2 separate regions of the Hordeum vulgare genome follow, and region 2 is linked to region 1. Evidence: chromatin contacts called from public Hi-C data. All regions are on one chromosome and are shown on one strand. Each heading gives the region's core, a stretch centred on a gene start, on an enhancer-like site or on the middle of the called end of the contact. The rest is flanking DNA. Distances are from core to core; before and after follow the strand shown. Region 1 holds the start of LOC123436444 (cinnamoyl-CoA reductase-like SNL6). Region 2 holds the start of LOC123436492 (phenylalanine--tRNA ligase beta subunit, cytoplasmic-like).

Region 1 (4,725 bases), core at 864-3,363:
CACTGGCCCGCACACAACTATGTAACCACAAGGGTCGTCTCTGATACCAATTGTAATGCCTTGACGTGACTCGTCGATTCACTCATAGGTTCTTAGCCATTGCACCTATGATCTAGACTGGCTCCATAGACCAATACTAGTCTTTCCTGCGCAACGTGTCCTCACTAACGGATGGGCTCTCTGAAAAGAAGGTGCACCTTATTGATACAAGTAGTCTATCATTCTTATTAAGCCGGGATGTCATACAAATAATGGGTTTTCCTTAGGGCCCAATAGTCGAAGGTGTCCTTAAGGACATTCGGCCATGTAGGAAGTCCTCCTTCAAGAAAGATATTTGTCCTGGTGTGCAAGCCAAGGATCCTGCATCACTTGAGGCTCTCGGTCAGTTAGAGAATCTTGTAACCCTAGGCCTTGTCACCCTTTATAAGGTGAGGCAAGGGGTAGTTTGAGATCATGTGACATCTAGTTATCGTGTTGGTAGCAACAAATCCACTCTTATTGCAATAACCCCCCTCCACACACACACACACACACACACACGAGGCGTTTCCCCACAACCAATTAAAACAAAAGAAGTAGTAGGGTGTTACCTCAACCATGAGGACCTTAACTTGGGTAAATTCCCTCTTAGTGCTCCCTTCCAGAATATCCGGCCGCACTCTCACCCTACCAGGACTACTGACGATATTTAGTACCGTGAACGATGTTTTGAGTTGTTACCTTGTTGAAGGTATTGCTCAGATATGTCCACACTGTTCTTCAGAGTGAAAACCTATATCCTCGCATTGGTGGTTGGGTTCGATGACGGCGGCACGTGAGGGTCGCTCCTTTCCTTAAGGCATTGTTGTTTAAGGATCTTGCCATCCATGTGATGTCATGAGATGGTGCAGATATGATCGTTGCTGTAGTTTGCTGGATTGATCTTTTTCCCTTGTCTATGCAGAATATTGATTTTATATATTTTTGCTATTTGTCGGTGTATTATGTGCCTGCCTGCATCAATGTTTATTGCTCAACATAGCTAGTCTTGATGCTTTATTTTAAACCAATAAAATCGATCCTTCATCGAAGAAGAAAATGTAATCTACTAAGGCTGGTTGTAGTGGGTAGTATTATATATTAGTGTCATATGCATATGATACTAGTGTATGATACCACAACCGTAATGCATAGTATCATGTGTTGGTATTATAGGATGGTTCATTTATTGCCATGCAAGACACATAGTAGCACATCATTTAATATGATACAGTATCATGATATGATACTCAACCTTTCTTTCTTCATTTAATTCGATGCCACCTCATCGAAATTGCTTAGTTGAAATGTATGATACTACCTATGATATTTCCATTACGGACAGTCTTAAAATGCATGATACTATCTATGATACTCCCATTACGAACAGCCTAATAGTCAGCACAGAAGAGGCGTGCAGGACCACTTGAATCTAGCTACTCCAGCTTATAAAATACATGCACATATGCAACAAAGTCCACTTATGACCGATGACGCGCGCAAGGACGTGGCTGCCAGAAGACCAGTTGAGACTACGTCGTCGATCATGAAGCCAGGGTATGCCCGTCCTTGCAAAAAGTAGAATGATCACGATCGAATGACACCTGTTCAGGGGGGAATGAGCTTGACGATCCACATGTAGCAGTAGTGGGTAGATGGAGGTAGAGGCCCTCCTCATGCGCGCGCGCGTGTAACCGCGCGGCGCCATGTGGTGGTGGTGCACCGGCGCTGGTGAATCGCGGCAGCTGCAACCGCTGGCCAGCGCAGGAGCCACTCTTCTCACCAAACCAAGCTAAATCCCACCGCCGTCGGCCGACAGGTCAACGCCTCCCGATCGATCCAGCCGCAGGCGAGGTGCATCGAATTTGCGTGCGTATCCCAAATTCCAGCGGACGGGACGGATGGGTACGCCGTACGCGAGCCACACAGGCGCGCGCGCGCGCGCGTGCAGCTGCGCGTCGTTGGGGAGACAGTTGGGCGTCGCGCCCGCCCCGGCCGCAGCTGCCAACTACCCGGCACCTGACCCTCTTCCCCTCCCCTCCCAGCAGCCAAGCCCAAGCCCAAGCCCGTTGCGTCGCCTCCTCCTCTTCCGCTAGCTCCTCTCCTGAAACCACCACCACCGGAGGGGAGGGCAGAGCACGCACCCACACCCACACCACACCGCACCGCACGCCCTTTGGATGCGGCTGACCCTCTCCGGCCCGGCTGACCCACCTCCACCCGCGCTCCTCTTCCGTCCCCGACTCGGACACGCGCTCAACCTCTTCTCTTCCCAAACCCCCCTCTCCCTTTATATACCCACCACCCCACATCTCCCCCTCTCATCTCGCCACCAGTAAAAGCAGCGAGCCATCCCACCTCCGCCGCCTGCCGTCTCCGGCGCTTTCTTGGACGTACAAGCAAGGAATCAACCAGAACCAGCCATGTGCCCCGGGGCGGCGGCGGCGGCGGCGGCGGAGTCGGACAAGAGCGTGTGCGTGATGGACGCCTCTGGCCCGCTGGGCCACGCGCTCGTGCACCGCCTCCTCCGCCGGGGCTACACCGTGCACGCCGCCACCTACGACCACTCGCTCGACGAGGAGGCGGGGCTGCTCGCCGCCGCAGGACACGACGAGGACCGGCTCAAGCTCTTCCGCGCCGACCCCTTCGACTACCACACCATCGCCGACGCCGTCCGCGGCTGCTCCGGCCTCTTCTGCATGTTCAACACCCACGACGACCAGGCCGGCTGCGACGTGAGTCGACTCTCCTTCCTTCCCCTCCCTCCCTCCCTCGCCATTACCACCAAATTACTACTACTTACCACTAGTTTCAAGAGAGAATCATGGATGATGGATCGATCGTGCCGTCACATCGGGTTACTTTACTTGTAACTTGATCCCACCCCCGGCAATTAAGAATCCATTCCCGATCGCCCGCCGGATCGGCCTCTTCTGCATGTTGCAGTGGCTAACTGGCTGGCTGGATAAGAGTTGAGAGAAAACACTGCCGCTAGTGCCGTACCACTGCAGCAGCACAGTACAGCTAGTCGTTGAGCATCTAATTCTTTCTTCCTTCCTTTCTCCTTGGCGTGAGCTGGGCCATTAAGGCACAGCTCATCTGCTTCCTCTCGCTGCTCCCTCCACCACCACTACTCCACTGCCGGCATTAACTCTGCTCCAAACCAAACCTCTGGCAGAAGCCTTTCCCGCGCGGCGTGCATTGATGCCTCCGAATGGATGCTTCACCACACACAGCACAGCACAGCACAGCTGCTTCTAATTAAGGCCGGCGCTGCCGCTAATTAAGCCAACGGTTGGGTGCTAGCTGGTTAATTAATTGATTTGTTCTTAATCTGATGATGGCTGGGTGATGGCGGTTGCAGGAGGTGATGGTGGAGGTGGAGGTCCGGGCGGCGCAGAACGTGCTGGAGGCGTGCGCGCAGACGGTGACCATGGAGAGGGTGGTCTTCACCTCCTCCGTCACCGCCGTCGTATGGAAGGACGACCACAAGCCCGTCGACGCCTTCGACGAGAGGAACTGGAGCGACCTCAATCTCTGCAGGAAACGCAAGGTAATCGACCGCCCATCACCCATTCGCTCATGCCACGCGAGCGCCGCAACTTCTCTCTTCTTGTTGCGAAGCCCGGCAAGCAGCGGGGCACGAAAAGCAGCTGCATGTCTTGTTACGAAATCCGGCACGGAAAGGAAGCGGGCCACCAAACCCCAAGAAAGCAACGCCGCAGTCCCGTCGCTCTTGGCGTTAATCATCCGTCTGCATTCATGCAATGCAAGCGACTAGTAGTTGTAGCAACATGACAGGAAAACAGTCAAAAAAAAAAACGTAGTAGTACGTGCCGAACCCAATATTAAGTGGATGAGACTGGTAAAACCAGACTTCTCAACTGTGAAGATCACGACACAGAAAGAGAACAAATAATGTACTAGTAGTACCCAATAAGAAAACAAATACTAGTACCACTCTACCAGGAGTATATTCTACTAACACATCCTAGTCCACACGAAGATCATCCTTGCTTTGCGTATTTGATTGTATAATATATGGGTGCTTATTTAGCAGATTGACACTCGGCACTTTTAAATTGCCCCAGCTACTCTTTTTGTTCTTTTGAACGAGAACTGGTCCTCTGTTTCTGAATTCTGACGGTTAGCAGCGTCCGTCCTGCTTGTTGGGGCCATCCACTACAGCGACCCCATGTTCCCGACATGTTTGCCAAATTGCCAAGCGCAAGCCACCAGCGTCTCCTCCTGCAGCTGTCACCAAAGTTGCATGTGCAAGCTTTGGAAGAATGCTTTCACAACACACACACCCTTTGCCTTTAGGACGGACAGCGCAATCACAAAAATTACTACTTACGTACTTAGAAAGACACACATTTTACTTGATATAGCTTCTTGTTTTACTTACTGTTATATGGGGGGGTTGTTGCAGCTGTGGCATGCGCTGGCCAAGACGCTGTCGGAGAAGACGGCCTGGGCCTTGGCCATGGACAGAGGGGTGGACATGGTGGCCATCAACGCCGGCCTGCTCACGGGGCCGGGGCTCTCCTCCGCCCACCCCTGCCTCAAGGGGGTCCCGGAGATGTACGAGCACGGCGTCCTCGTCACCGTCGACGCAGACTTCCTCGCCGACGCACACGTGGCCGCCTACGAGTGCCCCACGGCCTTCGGCCGCTACCTCTGCTTCAACAACGTCGTGTGCCGGCC
Region 2 (4,725 bases), core at 705-3,204, 500 kb before region 1:
GGAAGGAGTGCGCGTACGCGGCGGGGTTTCGAGAGGGGGGGGAGGGGAGGCGCTTACTATAGACCCTGCCGAGTGCAGCGAAGAGGCGGTCGCGGCCAACGCTGACTGTCGGCATCACGAGTGGTGGCTGTGGCGCTTGATGGCGGCGGGACACGCGAGCCTGGTAACCTAGCAAGAACGGAGGGGGGAGCCCAATGAGGTGAAAGCACTGGCGAGAGGGGATTTGGACAGAGAGGTGGGGCGCGGGGCGTAGGGTTTTATCACGTGCAGTGGTCACACTTTCCTATCACGTGCAATGACTATTCGTTTTAAGGTGGCGTGGCTAAACGTGGATGCTGCATTAGGAGTCAGTTTTAGTTAGAATAATAATAATAATAAAGAGTGATGAGTAGCAAAAATACAAAGGTGATCATGGGTGCGTGCGCACCCATCATCAACAACAACAACCAAGCCTTTCAGTCCCAAACAAGTTGGGGTAGGCCGTGCGCACCCATATGAATAGTAAAAAAATACTAGAAAAATTTAAAGAATTCTGAAATTTCGCGGTAAGAAACTTAGTCAACCATTCTACTCACGTGGGAAGTTTCATGATGTATTGACACCCATGGTATTTTTAGTGAAGAAAATACAATTGTGGCCATACTATTCATCAAACAGTGTTTTTTAATATAGCTTCGGTTTTGTCAATTTTTGCCCATATTACCACGGATGTGATTTCTACGTGAAACTTGATACCCAAGTATACTGGTTGACTATGTATATTACAAAAATAAATTCCGATTTTTTTAATTTTTTTCCTAGGATTTTTAGAAAAAAAAATCATAAAGGGTGCACGCGCACCCATGTTCACCAAATCCGCGTCGGATGAGTGGTAGCAAGTCACTGAATTCTGGAATAGCTGCCAAATTTTGATCAAACTAGCCATTTAATACGTACTCCCTCCGTCCCATGATATAAGAGCGTTTTTTACACTACACTAGTGTCAAAAACGCTGGGAAATACACTTTGGTTCCTGATTGTATATGCACCCTATATGAGGATTTTTTTTAATAATTAATTAAAAATTCAAAATAGTTCCAAAGTATTTTTAGGTTAAACTTGACTTTGTTTTGCACTAGCATATAAATTTTCACGAAAACAAAATCAGCACTGACTTTTGGGCAAAAAAGACAAAATGTATTTGCTATTATGGGTCACTATTCATATTGTTTTGACCAAAAATTTGCTTTTTTAAAGAAGTCAAAGTATATTTTTATTTTTGTGGAATTTTTCTTACAAGTACAATGAAAGGTCAAGTTTATTTCAAAGATATTTTCAGAACTTTTTGACTTTTTGTTGAATTGCTTTTTTTTTGCTTGTAGGGTGTATATACACCCAGGTTCCAAAAGTTCCCCTCCCAAAAACGCTCTTATATTACAGGGAGGGGAAAACACAAAGCAATTATATCACATGACAAAGCGAACTGGAATGGAGATTGGCCTTCAAATATTTCTGTGCAATTATTACAAAACTAAGGGCAACAAGAATTAATTAAAATCATGTTTCAATCTATCAAGGCATTAATGCCGAGGGCCACGGCCACATTTTCTGTGGAATTTAAGCTTGAGTTGAGGACTTGAGATGGCTAGATGGGGGTACCTTTAGCTGAGGCGGGACGCCGAAGGACGCCAGTGTCGGGGTCGAGATCTGTCTGGACAAACGCGGTCACCGGCGCGCCGCCTCGCCGGTCAGCTGGACAGGTCAGCAGCCTGCAGATCAGCAAGGGAAGCAGCCAAGAAGGAGATGGAAGGGGAGTGATCGCTGCTGCTGCTGCTACTGCATGGGGCTCACCGGATGGGCAGGGGCGCAGGTCGAACGACACACCGGACGCTGGGCACGGCGCCCGGGCGGCGGGCGGCGGGATTGATAGGGTTCGACGGCCACGGGACGGCTGTTTTCTTGTCGTCAAAAACTCGCGTTTCTTTGCTCAGTCCCCTCGTCCAGTATTTGTTATTGGGCTGACTGGCCGAGGCCCAGCAGAAGAGGGGTAGGGAGAGTGGGCTGCGCCCCAGGCCGACTTCTTTTTCGGCTCGGGAATTTTCTGGGCTGCCTGGGACCCAGCTCCGCGACAACACTACACAAGCCCTAAGTGATCATTGGGTTTTCTCAAAACAAAAAACAAAAATCGTTGGGTCTGATTGCAAGGAAATAGTCACAAACATTATGGAAGGCAGAAAAAACAGCTCCTCTGTTATCGCGTTGGCCCTTCACTATGCTCGTGCAGCAGGGACAAGCAAGGACTTTCCAAAAATCAATAAGTGGCTGGTTTTCTATGCAAGACAACAAGTGTTGAATGTGGATGCATCTTTTTCAAAGGGTGAATATATCGATGCATGTGGAGCAATTATCCGTGATTACAAGGATACTTTTATAAGAGCTTCAACGGCAAGGTTGGAAAATGTAGCTGATGTCATCACAACCGAGGCAACGGCGCCACTCGAAGGACTCAAATTAGCTCATAATACTAGATGCTCTAATTTGGTGGTGAGAACGGATAATATTACGGTGGTGGATGCTCTTAATCAAAATGAAGTGCAATCCATGGTGGCAACGCCGGTGCTAGAAGATTGTCGTAGTATGTTAGTAGACTTCGGGAAGGTTACTATTGAGCATTGCATTAGAGAGTCGAATAATGTAGCTCATGAATTAGCTAGATGGGGAAGGACGACTAACCCTTCTGTTTGGAATGACGCTCCTCCAAACTTTATCATGAAATTGTTAGCGGACTATGTAGTTGTTATTTGATGAATAAAGTATGCTTTCTGTAAAAAAAACATTACAGAAGGCAGTGGAGGAAGGCATGCTCATATTAACCGCACCTAATCCGTGTCCTCACAACGATCTGCGTTTTCGATCGTCCATTTTATGATCTAGACGTTTATAGACGTGCGTGTGTACAACCATTTGTCCCGCATCTATCAAATATTGGCCCAACTGTCCTATGGGTTGTTGCTCCATAGGCCGAAACAAAGGCCTCTGATAAACTGGGTGGTCTTGCGGTTCATTCCAGCAAACTCGTATGTGTTTTGGTCAAGAAGTACTTGGGTTCTGTTTCGACACATGCAATTATTGAACAATTGAGTAGAAAGGTTGATGATAATGCAAAATGTTGGTTGTTTCCTATGCAATATTCACTTGCAGAGGACGAATTCACTACCTTTGTGGTGACCCTTTGGGCAGTATGGGGAGTGTGACGAAAAGCAATATATGAGGACATCTATCAAAGCCCGTTTGTTCTCCATAGTTTTGTGGAACATTACCTAGGCGAGTTGTGAGCAATCCAACCCAGGGTGACTCACGCATTTGTTTCAATCACTAACAGGTAAAACATAGTGGATTGCGTCGCTTGCTGAGCTAGCAAAATTAAATGATGTCGACGTTGTTGGAAGAGGAGGATCATGTGGAGCTGTGGGCGCCATTTGCACAGATAAAGTTGGCATATTCCTTGGTGCGTCAGCTATGTTTTTTCCAAAAACCTCTGAGTGGGCTACTCTTGAATCGTCGGCCATCAGGGAGACGTTGGCTTAGTGGATGATCTGTACGAGAGGAGCATTCAAGTGTGAGAGCACATATGCTCCCTTGGTGGTTTTGATAATTCATGACAACATACATTGTCTCTTGGACTAATACTTTTACCTAGTATATTCTAGGTATAGTACATATAGATGCTTTGGCTATAGGATTGTGAGAAGACGCCCCTTGATGCAAGGAAGGAATAGGATTGGCTCAAGCTTCAAGCAAGAAGACTCTTCATTTTATACTTTGTGAGAAATCATTTTGAGATCATAAGAAATCCAATACTATTAAAAGGGGATGAGGTATTATGGTGAGTTGGTTGCTCGAGTGCTTAAAGCTAGCCACCAAAAATACTAACCATTCTCCCACAAAATATCTCTGTCCAAACCCAAACCAGCAAAATCGGTGACACCGACAATTTCCATTCGGCCCTACCAGTTTTACACTTGACAGAACCTGTGCCAAACCCTACCATCTCGGTACCACCAACATTCCTATCGGTGCCACCGAGATTGTTTGACCAACTTTTTGTTGAGAGGATTTCAAGTTCCGGAATTTTCGAGTTTGAAATCGGACTCACCGATATTTGGAAACCAGTCTAGGTCATCGTATGGGTACCATCAAGATTGCTATATCGGTCTCATCAAGAATTCAAAAGTTGCCACATTTAGTGCAACTCGGTACCACCGAGATTCATTTCGGTGTCACCAAGTTGGGCAATAATGTTGTAGCAGTTGGATTTTGGGGGATGCCTATATATACCCCTCCACCTACCTCTCATTCGGAGAGGAAGCACTCAGAACACACATACACTTGCGAGACCCATATTTTTAGAGAGAGAGCCACTTACTCATGTGTTGAGATCAAGAGATTCCACTCCAACCATTTGAACCTTGATTTCTAGCCTCCCCAAGTTGCTTTCCACAAGATCAATCTCTCCTATCCGTAACAAATGTGTGAGAGAGTGATTGAGTGTTGAGGAGACTATCTTTTGAAGCACAAGAGCAAGGAGTTCATCATTCTACCACATCTATTACCTTTTGGAGGGTGGTGCCTCCTAGATTGGTTAGGTGTTGTGGAGTTGAATCAAGAAGTTTGTACGGGCAAGGAGATCGCCTACTTCGTGAAGATCTACCGTGAGTGAGGCTAGTCCTGTATGGACAGAAGACG

Evidence for each region. Hi-C and Micro-C count contacts between places; a contact is called where the count stands out from the background.
Region 2: a Hi-C map of leaf shows a contact between it and region 1, with 5 times the contacts expected there. The contact joins the promoter of LOC123436492 here to the promoter of LOC123436444 in region 1. A contact is called at or near these places in 4 of 6 Hi-C or Micro-C datasets (leaf and seedling).

Annotation. Positions count from the first base shown.
Region 1 is chr1H:357,067,410-357,072,134 of MorexV3_pseudomolecules_assembly, reverse strand. LOC123436444 (cinnamoyl-CoA reductase-like SNL6) reads left to right here and starts at 2,113. Exons shown (of 4, transcript XM_045115631.1): 1 at 2,113-2,753; 2 at 3,383-3,571; 3 at 4,451-4,725. The coding sequence starts at 2,442.
Region 2 is chr1H:357,564,899-357,569,623 of MorexV3_pseudomolecules_assembly, reverse strand. It overlaps LOC123436492 (phenylalanine--tRNA ligase beta subunit, cytoplasmic-like), which reads right to left and starts at 1,954. Exons shown (of 21, transcript XM_045115634.1): 1 at 1,831-1,954; 2 at 1,639-1,731; 3 at 58-168. The coding sequence starts at 115.